2 separate regions of the Gossypium hirsutum genome follow, and region 1 is linked to region 2. Evidence: chromatin contacts called from public Hi-C data. All regions are on one chromosome and are shown on one strand. Each heading gives the region's core, a stretch centred on a gene start, on an enhancer-like site or on the middle of the called end of the contact. The rest is flanking DNA. Distances are from core to core; before and after follow the strand shown. Region 1 holds the start of LOC107917920 (polyadenylate-binding protein 2). Region 2 holds the start of LOC107917911 (kinesin-like protein FRA1).

Region 1 (7,032 bases), core at 2,158-4,657, 730 kb before region 2:
TAAAGGTAGAGAATAATACTAACAAATCATCCAAGCATCCAAAATAGCAAGCCAGTCAAGTTAAAAGGATTGACAAGGACTCAAGATATATTACTTGTGGAGGAAGCATAGCTGGAGGTGCTTGCCCATATAAAAATTGCTGGCCAAGACCTGGAGCACCAGGAGGAAACATTGGCATACGAGGAGCAACTGAGGGGATAATTGGTCTCATTTGAGAAAACTGAGCCTGAACAATAAAAATATGTAATACTATTTGAAATACACGTAGATTCATAGATCCATTAGCAAACTTCTCAATGATTGAGAACATGAACTTGACAAGAATTTCAGAAATATCAGAATACATGTTCCTTTATTAAATTGATGTACAGGACTAAAGAAAAATGCCATGAAAGTATGCACAAATAACACTACAAAAATTTTAATGGTATATTATCCTTGGTCATATTACCTGTAGCCTTGCTCTTCTCTCTTCTTTCCTCTGCGCCACTGCAACATAAAGTGGTTTGCTAACAACCATTTTACCATTCATCTCAGCAAGCTGTAGATGTGTAGCAACATGTTTTAGATTACGATCTACACTTGGATGACCACCCAAAGCAAAAAAGAAACCAAACTTACAGCACGAGAGGCTTCTTCAGGAGTTGAAAATGCAACAAACCCAGAGCCCTTACTAATTCCATTAGGGTCACGCATAACCTGTAAAATTTTGAGGAGCAAAAGGGTAATAATATAAATATCAAGAGAAACAAGATTGCACTAGTTAGCATCAACAATCAAATAACCTAGAAGCATTTCACCAAACCTTGCAAGATGTAATGTTACCAAACTCTGAAAAAAGTTCCTTCAATGTTTCATCACCAATACTATCATCTAAGTTTTTAATGTATAAATTTGCACCCTGAGATTTATCTGCAGCTTCCTTCATACTTTGCTCAAATTGAGCTTTTAGCTCGTGCTCTCTTTCAGATTTTTTCTGGGCTTTTCCAACATACCACTCTTTATCATCAAATTTCTTTCCATTAAGAGCTCCAACAGCTTTAGCAGCATCATCAGCATTTTCGAAGTTGACAAATCCAAAACACTTAGACTTCCCATCTGCATCCCTCATAACTACGGCACTAGTAATTTCGCCATACTCACCAAAAATTGTTTTTAAGTCTTCATCTGTTGTAGACTTGGAAAGATTTTTCACATAAACATTATTGAATTTGGCCTTATTCAATGCAGTCTCTCTTTCCTGTTTTCTAAGGAAATGTCCTACATAGACCTGCTTGTCATTAATCAACATACCATTTAATTTGTCGATTGCATTTTGAGCAGATTCTTCATTGTCAAATTGTACAAAACCATAGCCCTTAGATTGGCCAAAACTATCAGTAGATATCTTGCAAGAAAGAATGTTGCCAAATGAAGAAAATGTATCATGTAATGCTTTGTGGTCAATAGACTTGTCCAGATTCTGAAGTGAAACGAAAAAACCAAAGTTATAGTTAAACATTAAAAGCCAACATTTTTCAACAGACAAATTATGCATACATGAAAACCATTGCAGAAAATAGACCAATGGAAGTCAAAGAAATGAAGGAAGTTTAGTGTGAAAGGCGAAAGTATAAAGTTTAACAGGCAGGAGCAAGAGCCCTACAAAGGTAAGGAACAGCCAACCAAAATTACCATTTTTCTGATTTAAGAAGAAAAAAATATCCTTGGAGTGAAATAGAAATCCAAATGAAGGAAAGGGAAACAAAAGGTAAACATTGAAAACACATCAATACCTTGATAAATATGTTTGCGGTACCAGTCTTACGAAGACTAGGATCACGCTGAGAATACATGATTCGGATAGGCTTATTATTCAGTGGTGTGAAATTCAGTAGATCCATTGCCCTAGCCGCTGCAGGCAAAAATAACAAAAAGACACCGTCAATTAACTTGGAACAATTCCAAAGAAAGAACTGATTCTCCCACATTAATTATCCCACATCATTTATCTTTTTAAAGTTATCTAGTAAAGCAGAAGTTCAAGCAACTCATTGAAATGCCAGGCAAAAGTGGTTAAACACTCAAACATCAAAGCTCAACTTTTTTGAGAAATATTCTTATATCTACAAATTGCAGGAAATTTGTACAATCCTGAAGCCAAGCATAAAACTAAGGTCGGTACTTCAACTTCAATTATAGTTACAGTAACTGAAGACATTCCAATTTAGCACAAAAGGAAATCGGCAAATTGCATAAATACAATAATACACCTAAAATTCTCATACTTTAGGGAAGTAATCAAGAACTGACCATTATGTCATCAATGCAGGACTTTTCTTTCCCTTTAAAAAGAAATTTTCAACAATGTGTTATGAGAAAAGCTTTGTTAAAATAATGAATAAATAATCCTTAAATAATGCCTAGAGAGCGGATCCGTTCAAACAGCATCTACAAATCCTTAATAAATCAAAGTTATCAAATAACCATATATTCATTAAGATTACAAAAATTCAATAATCTATGTTCACATTGTAGAATAATTCTCAATCAAAGTAACTACGCCGAGCAGCCTTAAATTATTAAATTACTGGATAAAAAAACTAATCTTTTACAGTCAAGTAGAAGTCTAACCATCGCGAAGGTTGTTATAATTGACATAGCCATAGCCAAGAGAGCGGCCGCTCGCCAAGTCCCGGCAAACCCTAACTGATGCGACCGGAGCCACCTGGCTAAACAGTTGGTATAGCTGCTCATCGGTAACGGTAACATCAAGATCCCCGACATAGAGAGACGTAAGCATGAATTGCGCTCCTCCGGAAGCTCCCGGAGCCACGCCATTTGGACCGGAAACCGGCGCCTGATGCTGAACCTGAATCTGCGCCATCCTCAAAATAAACTAGCCCTAACTCTCCTAGATCCTTCTCCTTTTTTCGGATTTTTTCCTTTTTTTGCTTCCCTCTCCTATCTCTATTAAATCAGAATTATAGAGAAAAAAGGATTTTAGAACTAAAGTTCAAAATATGTGGGAATTTTTTTTTTTGGTGTTTTGGGGAATGAAGAGGAGAGGGAGTGATAAATAGGGATAGAATTGTCGGAAATCCGGAGGAGAACCGGACGGAAGACAACGCCGACGGAAAATATATGAGTTTTGGGGGAAAATATATTTTTTTTTAAAAATAAGAAAGGTTTTGGGGGAGGAGGGCAGAGAAACTGCACCGCACCGGCGAAGAAGGAACTGTGTCGTTTTTATAGGTAAGACAGTTTGAGAAAAGTTAATATCCGCCGTCTGATCCTTTTAATGGAAATCAGATCTTAGCCGCCTGACAAAATCAGGGTGCTTGCGTGACAATGGGCGGTGAAATTACACGTGGCAATGTCAGCCGTCAACAGTTATACCAAGTTTCTTCCTTTTTTGTGTTCTGTTTACGTCATCAATCTTATTCTCAAACTCAAAAGCTATTTTGTTCGATAATTTTAATGCTTTCTTTTTGTTAATCAGCATTTTGAGAAGAAAAAATATATAATTTTTATTATCTTTTAATACATCCTACAGATAATTATTGAGAATTTTAAAAAAGTTAACGGACGATATTTTGAAATGATTCGTTAGAACTGATAAGATAAGATATAGTAAAATTTTTAAATACATATAATTTGTTTTTATAAAAAAATTCACTGTAAAAATATAAAACCGAACCCTGTTATTTTGCGCAATGCGTGTTGTTTTGACTTGGCCAATTAGTTGTGCTGTTTGTTTTGTTTGTTTTTAATTGGAGTCTTCTAATAAACCATGTTTAGTTGTATTTCAATTATGTTTATCTTGTATTTAGGGTGTAGTACTCCCCTTTTTAAAATAAAAATATTAGTAAATCTTCGGCCAAAGTCTGAAAATAGAACGGATGGTTTTTTATTTCCCAATTTTTAAACTCATATGTGATTTTACATATTTATTATTTAATTATTTTTTAAATATTATATTTTTAATTAGAGTAATTAGAGTAAAATAATATTTTTATTTTAATTGTTAAATATAATTAAAATATATTAACTTTTCAATCTAAATGTTATAATAGAAATTTTTTAAATAATGATTAAAGTTAATTAACATATTTAATATATAATATAATTTTATTTTATATAATTAATGTCAAGTAATATTATTCAAAATAATAATTAATTAATTAATTAATTAATTAATTAATTAATATAATTAACTTTAACATTATTTAAATAATAATTAACCCTTCTTTTTAATAACAAATAGTGTATTACTTAAAAAAATAGTATATTACTTAAAAAGTGTTTTTATCCTATAGAAATATCAATAGGCTCTACAGTACCATCGGCTTTCGAACGACCGGCATCTTCTATCCCTTCTTAGTTGGAGAGGGTGACGAAAAAAGTGACGAACAAAGAGGATTCTACGTTGGTGAATGATGATCAAGATTTGCTGAAGCCTCTGTGGGAAAGTTATCTTATGAAGATAAGTTGACGGCTAATGGAGGGGGGATGTTGTAAGTGCTTGGAGTTTGGTGGATGAGATTGAAGTTTTGCCGGAGGATGTGATTATTAACCGGGGGAAAACTATTGGATATAGAGCTCTCATTAATTGGTTACAACTTCTTTGGTTGCCGTTTGGGAGATTGCAACTAGTTGATTTGGAGCATGATTATTACCTGGTTAAATTTAGTGATGTTGGGGACCATGAAAGGGTGTTGTTGGATGGTCCATGGCAGAGATTTAAATTGCGGTTGCGGTCGCGTTTTCGGTCGCGTTGCGTTTGTCACGGTTGCGGATATAACAAATGTTATTGGGGTCACTGCGGGTATCGCGACACACAACTTATTGTAAAAAAATAATAACGGTTTTAGCAGTAACGGTTTCGGACGGTGCCGCTACCGCTATATAACGGCCGCTATAGATATATCGGACCACTATTTAAATCCCTGAATACAACCACAGTGAAAGAGAAGAAGACATAATTGGCAACTACGAATAAATCGCGATTTGAGATTCTATCTAACGTTGATATCTTGGAGTTTACAAGGATGAATCCAATTTTTGAGGAGGAAATTGCTGAAGAGAATAATACGGATTGTTTGGAAAAATTGAAGGATCTTCAGCTTAAAGAAGTAAAAAAGAAAAAATAGGACAAATAGATTTTCATAACATAAAGGGTGCACGGTTCAGCCCTCGAAAAGAAAGGATGATGGGGAATAGGATAAATACAAGTGGGGCCTGCGATTAATGCAAATAAAAAAGAAAATGTTAGTGAGGGTACTAGTGATGGGAGCCCAAATGTGAGTTGGCCTGGACAAACTATTGTGGACATGGGGCTTCCCTTCCAAGCAGTCATAAAGTAATGATTATCGTGGATGAAAGCCTTGATATGCATGAACTGAGGCAAGACAAAAATCTGCTGGAAAATAGGCAACCAAACCAGAATCTGAAGGAAAATATGGCGAAGGGTGTAAAAAAAAAAAAAAAAAAATCGCAGTCCAAGTCCTACTGCTATTCAAATGTATCAAAAATCAACTTTACAAAAAATTTACAACATAATTAATAGAATGTTTGTCGATTATCAAGTGTTACTGCAGACTCATCCGTCAGCTCAGTCAGTGCAACAGCCTATTTTTTAGTAAAATCGGAACAGTTATTTCGGGACCACGAATCTGATCCAAAAATATAATTTATTTTTATTTTATTATATGATCCATAATATGGTAGACATGTCGTGTGAAAATTTTGATATGAACATTTTATCGATTAAGTGTTTAATTACGAGAAGGACTAAATCGCATATAATGCGAAAGTCGAATTCTAGTAGTTATAAGGATCAAATAGCTATGGAATAGGTCCTTATATGGTAATTAGACCATTAAGAAAAGTATGTAGATTTTTCTTGGTGACTCATCCATTGAATTATGGAAAAAGGGAAAAGACTTAGATTGAAATTACCAAAATACTTAATTAATTAAAAGATCATAGAAGAAAATATCATCATATTATTTTCATTTTCAACCTAAAATTTTATGGAAACCCTAGGAGAGAGAGGGGAAACTTTTACGGCCTAATTGGGTAAGTTCTCTTGTCTCGTTTTTAGTAATTTTGGTATTTTTGAAATCGGGATAGCTTAATCTCTCTATTTAAGGAACTAATTTGAAAAGTTATCAAGGTATGAAAATGGGTCATTGATGTATTATGCTGGAAATTAGAAATTCATGGTAGAAAATGAAATATTATTGATAGACAAACAACTTTTACAAAGTGATTTTTGATAAAAACATGATTTAGGGACTAAAATGAAAAGTTGTAAATTTTGATGAAAAATTCTGAAATTCTATGAATACATGTGCTGAAAAATTTGTAATGGGGCTTTGGTTAGGCTTGAAATAAGGAGTAATTTGCACAAGTTCCATTTTTCGGGCCTAGGGACAAAATCAGAATTTATGGAAAAGTTAGAGGCAAAATGGTAATTTTGCCTAGGATGTAAATTGAGTCCATTTAGATATGAAATGTGTGAAATTGATGGTTAAATAGATCCGAACAACACTAATTTGAAGTTAGATCGAGGAAAGGAAAAGATGTTGGATTAGTAGACTTTTACGCGAACAAGTGTCGAGATAAGTTCGTGTAACTTAATCCGGCATGTAAATATGTTTAATTGAATGTTGTGTTGTATGGAATGTGATTTATATTGATGTACATTTCTTGAATGCTATCATGAGAAATTTTATACATGCTTGAAAATGGTGAAAAAGTGGTTAAGTCCCGATTAGATGTTTAATTCTAATGATTGTTTGCGCTTTCCCGAAACAAATAAGGTCCTGCATTTGTTGCAGATGGGATTTAGCTCAGATGAGTAATCCCAATGACCTTGTTATATAAAATATTTAGCCCGGATGGGTAATCCCGTTATAATATCTCTTGAACATACGTTATGATTAGGCTTTAGCCTGGACTGGTAATCCTAATCAAGCTCCTCTAAGCATACGTTATATAAATGATTTAGCCTGGAATGGTAATCCTATTATATGGTAAGTGCCTCGA
Region 2 (6,615 bases), core at 2,328-4,827:
TTTAGATTTCAATTTTTATGTGTTAATTGAACTGCATTATGCAAAAGATGTAAGTGTCTTATGCATCAATTTCTTGACAAAAATCAAATGCTTGTTCATAGTATACATGACATTTTAAAGTGCATGATTATAATTGGTATAGATTTATATAACATATATTATATATCATGCAAGAAAGGAAGAAAGAAAGAAAGAAAGGAAGAAGATGGATGGAATGAAAATGCATGGTTAGGAAATGATCTATTAGTGGATTTTGTTTTGACATGGTTCAAACATTAGTTGAATATGCTTCTATCCAATAGAAGGATTATGACCATTTGGGAAAACCTTCCTAAGCTAAAAAGTTGTGTTATTGAATCTAATAGTTACTTTCAGAAAAGTTGGGTTGAAATGATCTTTTGAAACCACAATGTGAAACTTGAAAAGTGATGTCATTTTAAAGAGTCACTTATGCACCTATCAGTGCATTATAAATAAATAATAAGTTCGAAGAATTGAAATTTAACTCATTCTATTCAATTTGCGAGTGAAATTTTTAGTACAAAAAGTATTCTTTCTTTTTTATGATATATATTTAATTTGATATATGAATTTATTTGTTTATTTAAATCATGATATTAGTAACTAGCATTTGGATGATATTGATGAAACATTATTTCTATTGCTAAAAATGAAGCTTTGTAGATAACCATATTAATGAAACATTATTTTCATTGCTAAAAGCGCAAGTTTATTATATTGTTTACACAAACATTCAATTAACTTAAGTAATGAAAGAGATGCAAATAAAAAGAATAGGGAAGATAATACTTATGCATTTATTAATGGAAAAGCCTGTATCTAGAACAATCTCTACTCGCAATTGTCTAACTTTGGAATAGAAATCTTCCGACTAAGCAAACATAAAAAAAAAGACTGAAAACCTAAATCAGATGTGTGAAAAACTTTTTGAACCCCCGTAATATGTTGTTTTGAGCTATTATTTATAGATTACATGTATTATGACCTAACTAGGTCAAATAAAGTTTGAGTTACAAGTTATTTAAGACTGTGCGAACAAAAACACCCATGCAATAATTTTGGGTTTTGTCAGATTGGTGTCGCAACATTGCACGCGGAATGCTACCCTTCTTTATTTGAAGTTGGGTGTCATGATATTGAGTGGTGGTTGTTGCAACATCAGTGGCTGTATGTTCCCCCTTTTGATTCAAATTTCATTGCCGCGGCATCCTCTCTAAATGTTGCAACATCTGGAGCAGTCCATTGACTTATCGACCTAAAATGTCGTGTTACACACTCAATCAACTTGTTCGTTATTCTTTAGGCCCTAAAATTACATAATCGTTTTAAATTATTGATTATTTTTATAAAAAAATATTTAAATAAAATTTTCTATAAAATTTTTAACTTTTGAATATGTGTGAATTAAAGAGAGTTGACAGAAGCTATTTATACGTATATTAGATTGATAATTATTTTATATTTGAAAATCTTTTGAAGTCATTTATTTGCTGGTAATTTTTATATGCATATATTAAATATTAAAAAACGATAAATTTAAAATAATTTACGAAAAAAATGAATATCAAGATGCCATCAGAATAATTTAATAAGATCCAACCTAAAACTAACAATAATGGGAGGCTTGAAAACAAAACATTGGTTGATCTCATATCATAAGGTGAATGGTGTTAAGAAAAAAGTATCCAAAGTTTAGGTAACCTAAAGAGGCGTTTAATTTGAAATTAAAAGTGCATAAGGATATAAACCCAATTTAGCATTTTTATATAAGAAAAATGGAACTCAGAATCCACATGTCTAAATATAATTTAAATTTAATTGTATGAATTCTGTGAAAATATTTGATACAGTTTTTAAATTTAGGTTGATAAGTTGTTATATAAGGATATAATAAAATAAATATTTCAAATAAATACTTACCATAAAAATAATAAAATTAATGGTGCCTTCTTTTTCAAATTGCATTTTTTACAAGAGTATTGGAAGCATCGATTTTATCATTAAATCGCAAAAAATTGAATGTGATTAACTCTCTTAACTTTTTGATGGTGCAATTTAGTTGCTCCAAATATGGAATTTAATTAATTACACTACCATCCAACTTTAATCCACACATCACAACAAAAGGAAAGCCAAAAAACACGAATTTAATTTACTGCCACAGAATCAGTCAAAAAGATTACATAATGCCCATTTCTGGGTTCTTTTTCTCTTCTTTTGCCATTTCTTCTTTCCTGGGTTAGCTTTTCGTCAATTTTATTTCTTTAATTTATTAGAACATATAATAGAGGTCTGTGGTCACAAATGAATATGTATTGCTTGCTTCATTGATTTTTTTTTTTGTTCAGAACTTGTTTGATTTCATATACAGTTTTTAAACTATTGGGGAAGTAATATTAGAACATCATCTTTTAAAAATTAAAATTATAGGAAAAAAAGAATCTAGTAAGAAAAAGATAAGTTAAATTTTGTTATTAGTCTTTCTACTTTATAAAAGTTATGAATTTAATTTTTATATTTTTTATTTGATTCATTTTAGTTCGAATCAGTCCATAATTTTAATTCCAAACGATAGTAATTAAATTTGTTTACTAGTGGCGTACAGGTGTAAGTTTAGTCTATTTATTCAAATTAGATCATTTCAAATTCTTATATTTTCTGAATTTTAAATTTTGATAACTAAATTTTTAATAAGTATATCAAATTTTAAAAATAGTATAATTTTACTTAATAAATTTAACAATTATAATTGAATAAAAAAATATAAAAATTGAACAAGTAACTTCTACATAGAACAGAGAATGATAAAAAAAAAAGAATGTAGGATACAAATAACAAAGTGGTTTTGACTTTTAGAAATGCTATATATGATTCCAAATCATGCGGCTTATGTGCTGTGGTTTTTTATTCTTGATAATTGGTGGTGGGGGAGTGGAATTACTTACTATCGAACGTTTATAAAATAATACTCTTACCACAGAGGATAATGGCGTGGTCATCCCTGTTTATCGACCATATCCTGAGCACAATGATAAAATTTTCATCCTCATAATACGTGGTTTTAGGAGCACTTATCTTTCTTTACATTTTTTTTTAATTTTTAAATTTTAACCAAAACCCAGAAAAAAATGGAGCTAAAAGGGGTAGAACTGTAAAGACAAGGACAAAAACGAAACTCCATGAAGGTTATAATAAGAAACAGAGGAACATGGGAAACTGAGATTTGCAGTAAGCAAAAAAGTAGGATAAAAAGGGAAAGAGTGTTACGAAAGTTCTTTTCCTTTTTCTTTTACATGACGATTTTTTATGTGAAGGCTAAGGAAAATGACAGTAGTTGTTGTTATCACTGCAGTTAAACTTTCTGCTTTGTATACTTCTATGGTTATGCTATCCCATTCCTTCTAATTCCTCAACTACCCTTCCCTCTTTTACAGTTCCTTTTCTATTTTTTCTTACATTTCCCAACAACAACAGCAGCAACCCATTTTCCATGAGAAGGGTTTTTTTACAAGGAAAAGAAGAAAAAAAATATTTTACTTTTTGGGTTTTCTTCTTCTCTCTTTTTGTGGAATTTTCTTTTAGCTGTTTCGTATGGAAGTTGGTGGAGGTTCAGAGGAATGTTGTGTTAAGGTTGCGGTTCATGTAAGACCACTTATCGGTGATGAGAAGGTTCAAGGTTGTAAAGACTGCGTTACTGTCATCCCAGGAAAGCCTCAGGTACTGTCACTTACTAGAATGCAGGCCTTAATTCTTTTAAGTGCTTTCAAATGGATGATTTTGGGTTTAATTTGAAGTATTTGGAGATCTGGATCTTTTGGATGCTTGAATAATTGATCAATCAAAATTAACTAATGAATATTTTGCTATGCTGCAGGTACAAATTGGGACACATTCCTTTACATTTGATCATGTGTATGGGAGCACCAGTTCTCCTTCTTGGATGTTTGAGGAATGCATTGTGCCACTTGTTGATGGCTTATTCCAAGGATATAATGCTACTGTTCTTGCTTATGGTCAGGTACAGCTGAATCTTTCACACCACACACCTAAATATTGCTGTTTTTATTTTCCTTCCAATTGAAGTTTGAAAAATTATTTCAGACTGGATCAGGTAAAACATATACTATGGGCACAGGCTTCAAAGGTGGCTCTCAAACAGGAATCATTCCTCAAGTAATGAATGCTTTGTTCAGCAAGATTGAAAATCTAAAACATCAAATCGAATTTCAATTGCATGTGTCCTTCATTGAGGTTTGTTAAAGAACCAAACATTTCATTTTGTTTGTTCTACTTTGCTGTAATACCTGTTGTTGTAAAAGCTTCGCCCTTCGTGTATCAGATATCCATTTTATGAATATATCTTCTGGTTTATGTGATCGAGAATTCTTTGCATCATTTTAAGTATCACAACTGGCTTGACTAGCTCTTCCTACTTTTTAGACCTGACATGCATAATTTTTATCTAATTTTGATGTAAAGATCCTGAAAGAAGAAGTGCGAGATTTGTTGGATCCTACTTTTTTGAACAAATCAGATACTGCAAGTGCGAATACTGGGAAAGTAAATGTCCCTGGAAAACCGCCAATACAGATTCGTGAATCATCAGATGGTGTTATTACACTGGCAGGATCTACTGAAGTTAGTGTCAGTACATTAAAAGAAATGGGTGCGTGCTTAGAACAGGGATCTTTGAGTAGGGCTACAGGGAGTACAAACATGAACAATCAGTCAAGGTTAGTTCATTCTCGGTTCTTGTTAAATTAAGTATTATTTAGTAATTACTTCTTTTAGTTTTACCTTTTTCTTGGTTTTATATGATTTGCTAAATGCAAATTTTGATAATTTTTTATATACCAAAATTTCAGGTAATATGCCAAAGTAATAATTTTCTATAATGACAATTTTTTTTGGCTTTCCTTATGTGGTTGTATAGTCGCTCACATGCAATATTCACCATCACCTTAGAGCAAATGCGTAAACTCAACCCTGTTTCTGGAGATGGAAATCCTAATGATTCTATGAGTGAAGAATATCTTTGTGCCAAGTTACATTTAGTAGATCTTGCTGGATCAGAGAGAGCAAAAAGAACAGGTTCCGATGGGATGCGTTTTAAAGAAGGTTAGTAATCATTTTTATTTTGTTTCATTAATCTTCCCCACCCAAACATGGTAATTGCCGTATTCATCATCTAAACAGGAGTTCATATCAATAAGGGCCTACTTGCACTTGGTAATGTCATCAGTGCACTTGGTGATGAAAAAAAACGCAAAGAAGGTGTCCATGTTCCATATCGAGATAGTAAACTTACTCGGCTTTTGCAGGTATGACTAGTTTAAGAGGTCTGTTAAGAAGATTATAAATGGCTTCAGAAATTGTAAATCATCTTTTTTCGAATTTCAGTATCTTTATTTTCTCTAACTTTGTTGTTTATAAAGTGATAGAAACATGACCATTTCTTTTGGCAGGATTCACTTGGTGGCAACAGTAGAACTGTCATGATAGGTAATGCCATTTCTTCTAAATAAGCTGTTTCATTTTTATAATTTGATACATTCATGTCCTAGTCCCTGCCTTGCTCTTTAAATGTCCATTTTGAATTTGTTTTGATCATTTCCTTTCAAGTAGCCTGCATTAGTCCTGCTGACATCAATGCTGAGGAAACCCTGAATACTTTAAAGTACGCAAATCGTGCTCGCAATATCCAGAACAAGCCAGTTGTAAGTTCGAGAGAATAATTTTCCTTACTTCAAAAGTTTCGTCTTTCTTTTCTTCCCTTTGCCTAGTCAGATATAGGCAAAATTCAATATTGTTTCTATACATAATTTCATTCTTGCTTTGACTTTCATATAGGTTAACCGAGATCCTATGTCCAATGAGATACTAAAGATGCGCCAACAATTAGAGTATCTGCAAGCAGAACTTTGTGCCCGGGGAGGTTCTGGCGAAGTACAGGTATCATAGTACTCTTAACCACTTTATTAAACTCTATAATTGACGGGAATATTGAGATCTTAAGTTAGTAACACATGTTATACATGTCTTAACTCTTCAATATCTCATTTATTCCTTGACTTCTTCTGGGAGATAACTTATTATATAGGATTAGCGTCCCACAAGTTTTTTAATAGACTTATTGTGTAGGTTCTCAACGAAAGGATTGCTTGGCTTGAAGCTGCCAATGAGGATCTGTGCCGAGAACTTTACGAGTACCGTAGCAGATGCACCATTGTCGAGCAACGTGAAATGGATGCTCAAGTATGTTAAGGAAACCCTTATTGAGTTCATCTGAACTTTGAAATTTCTCAGTTGATTTACATCCAAGTTTTTATCATGGATATTGTGGTTTCAAATGTATATGAGTGCAAAACTCTTATTATTCAGGATGGTAGTCCGTGTTCTGTTGAAAGTGATGGGCTGAAAAGGAACTTGCGCAGCAGAGAATCAAGGGACAATCAAATTGTTGAAACCATGATAGGTACCGGCATACCTGATGTTTGCAAGATGCATGACATTCTTCTTTATTAGTAATATCAGTTCTATATTTATATTCTTCTCATGGTGTTTTCTCGGCTTGAATATAATGGTCATTTTAGG

The links. Hi-C and Micro-C count contacts between places; a contact is called where the count stands out from the background.
Region 1: a Hi-C map of leaf shows a contact between it and region 2, with 4 times the contacts expected there. The contact joins the promoter of LOC107917920 here to the promoter of LOC107917911 in region 2. A contact is called at or near these places in 7 of 34 Hi-C or Micro-C datasets (callus, hypocotyl, leaf and 1 more).

The regions. Positions count from the first base shown.
Region 1 is chrA01:28,910,253-28,917,284 of Gossypium_hirsutum_v2.1, reverse strand. It overlaps LOC107917920 (polyadenylate-binding protein 2), which reads right to left and starts at 3,407. Exons shown (of 9, transcript XM_016847336.2): 1 at 2,614-3,407; 2 at 1,776-1,894; 3 at 806-1,462; 4 at 622-699; 5 at 452-541; 6 at 95-226. The coding sequence starts at 2,866.
Region 2 is chrA01:28,183,886-28,190,500 of Gossypium_hirsutum_v2.1, reverse strand. LOC107917911 (kinesin-like protein FRA1) reads left to right here and starts at 3,577. Exons shown (of 26, transcript NR_175000.1): 1 at 3,577-3,738; 2 at 3,896-4,039; 3 at 4,123-4,272; 4 at 4,501-4,754; 5 at 4,955-5,139; 6 at 5,218-5,342; 7 at 5,487-5,523; 8 at 5,647-5,738; 9 at 5,872-5,973; 10 at 6,163-6,276; 11 at 6,403-6,496; 12 at 6,615.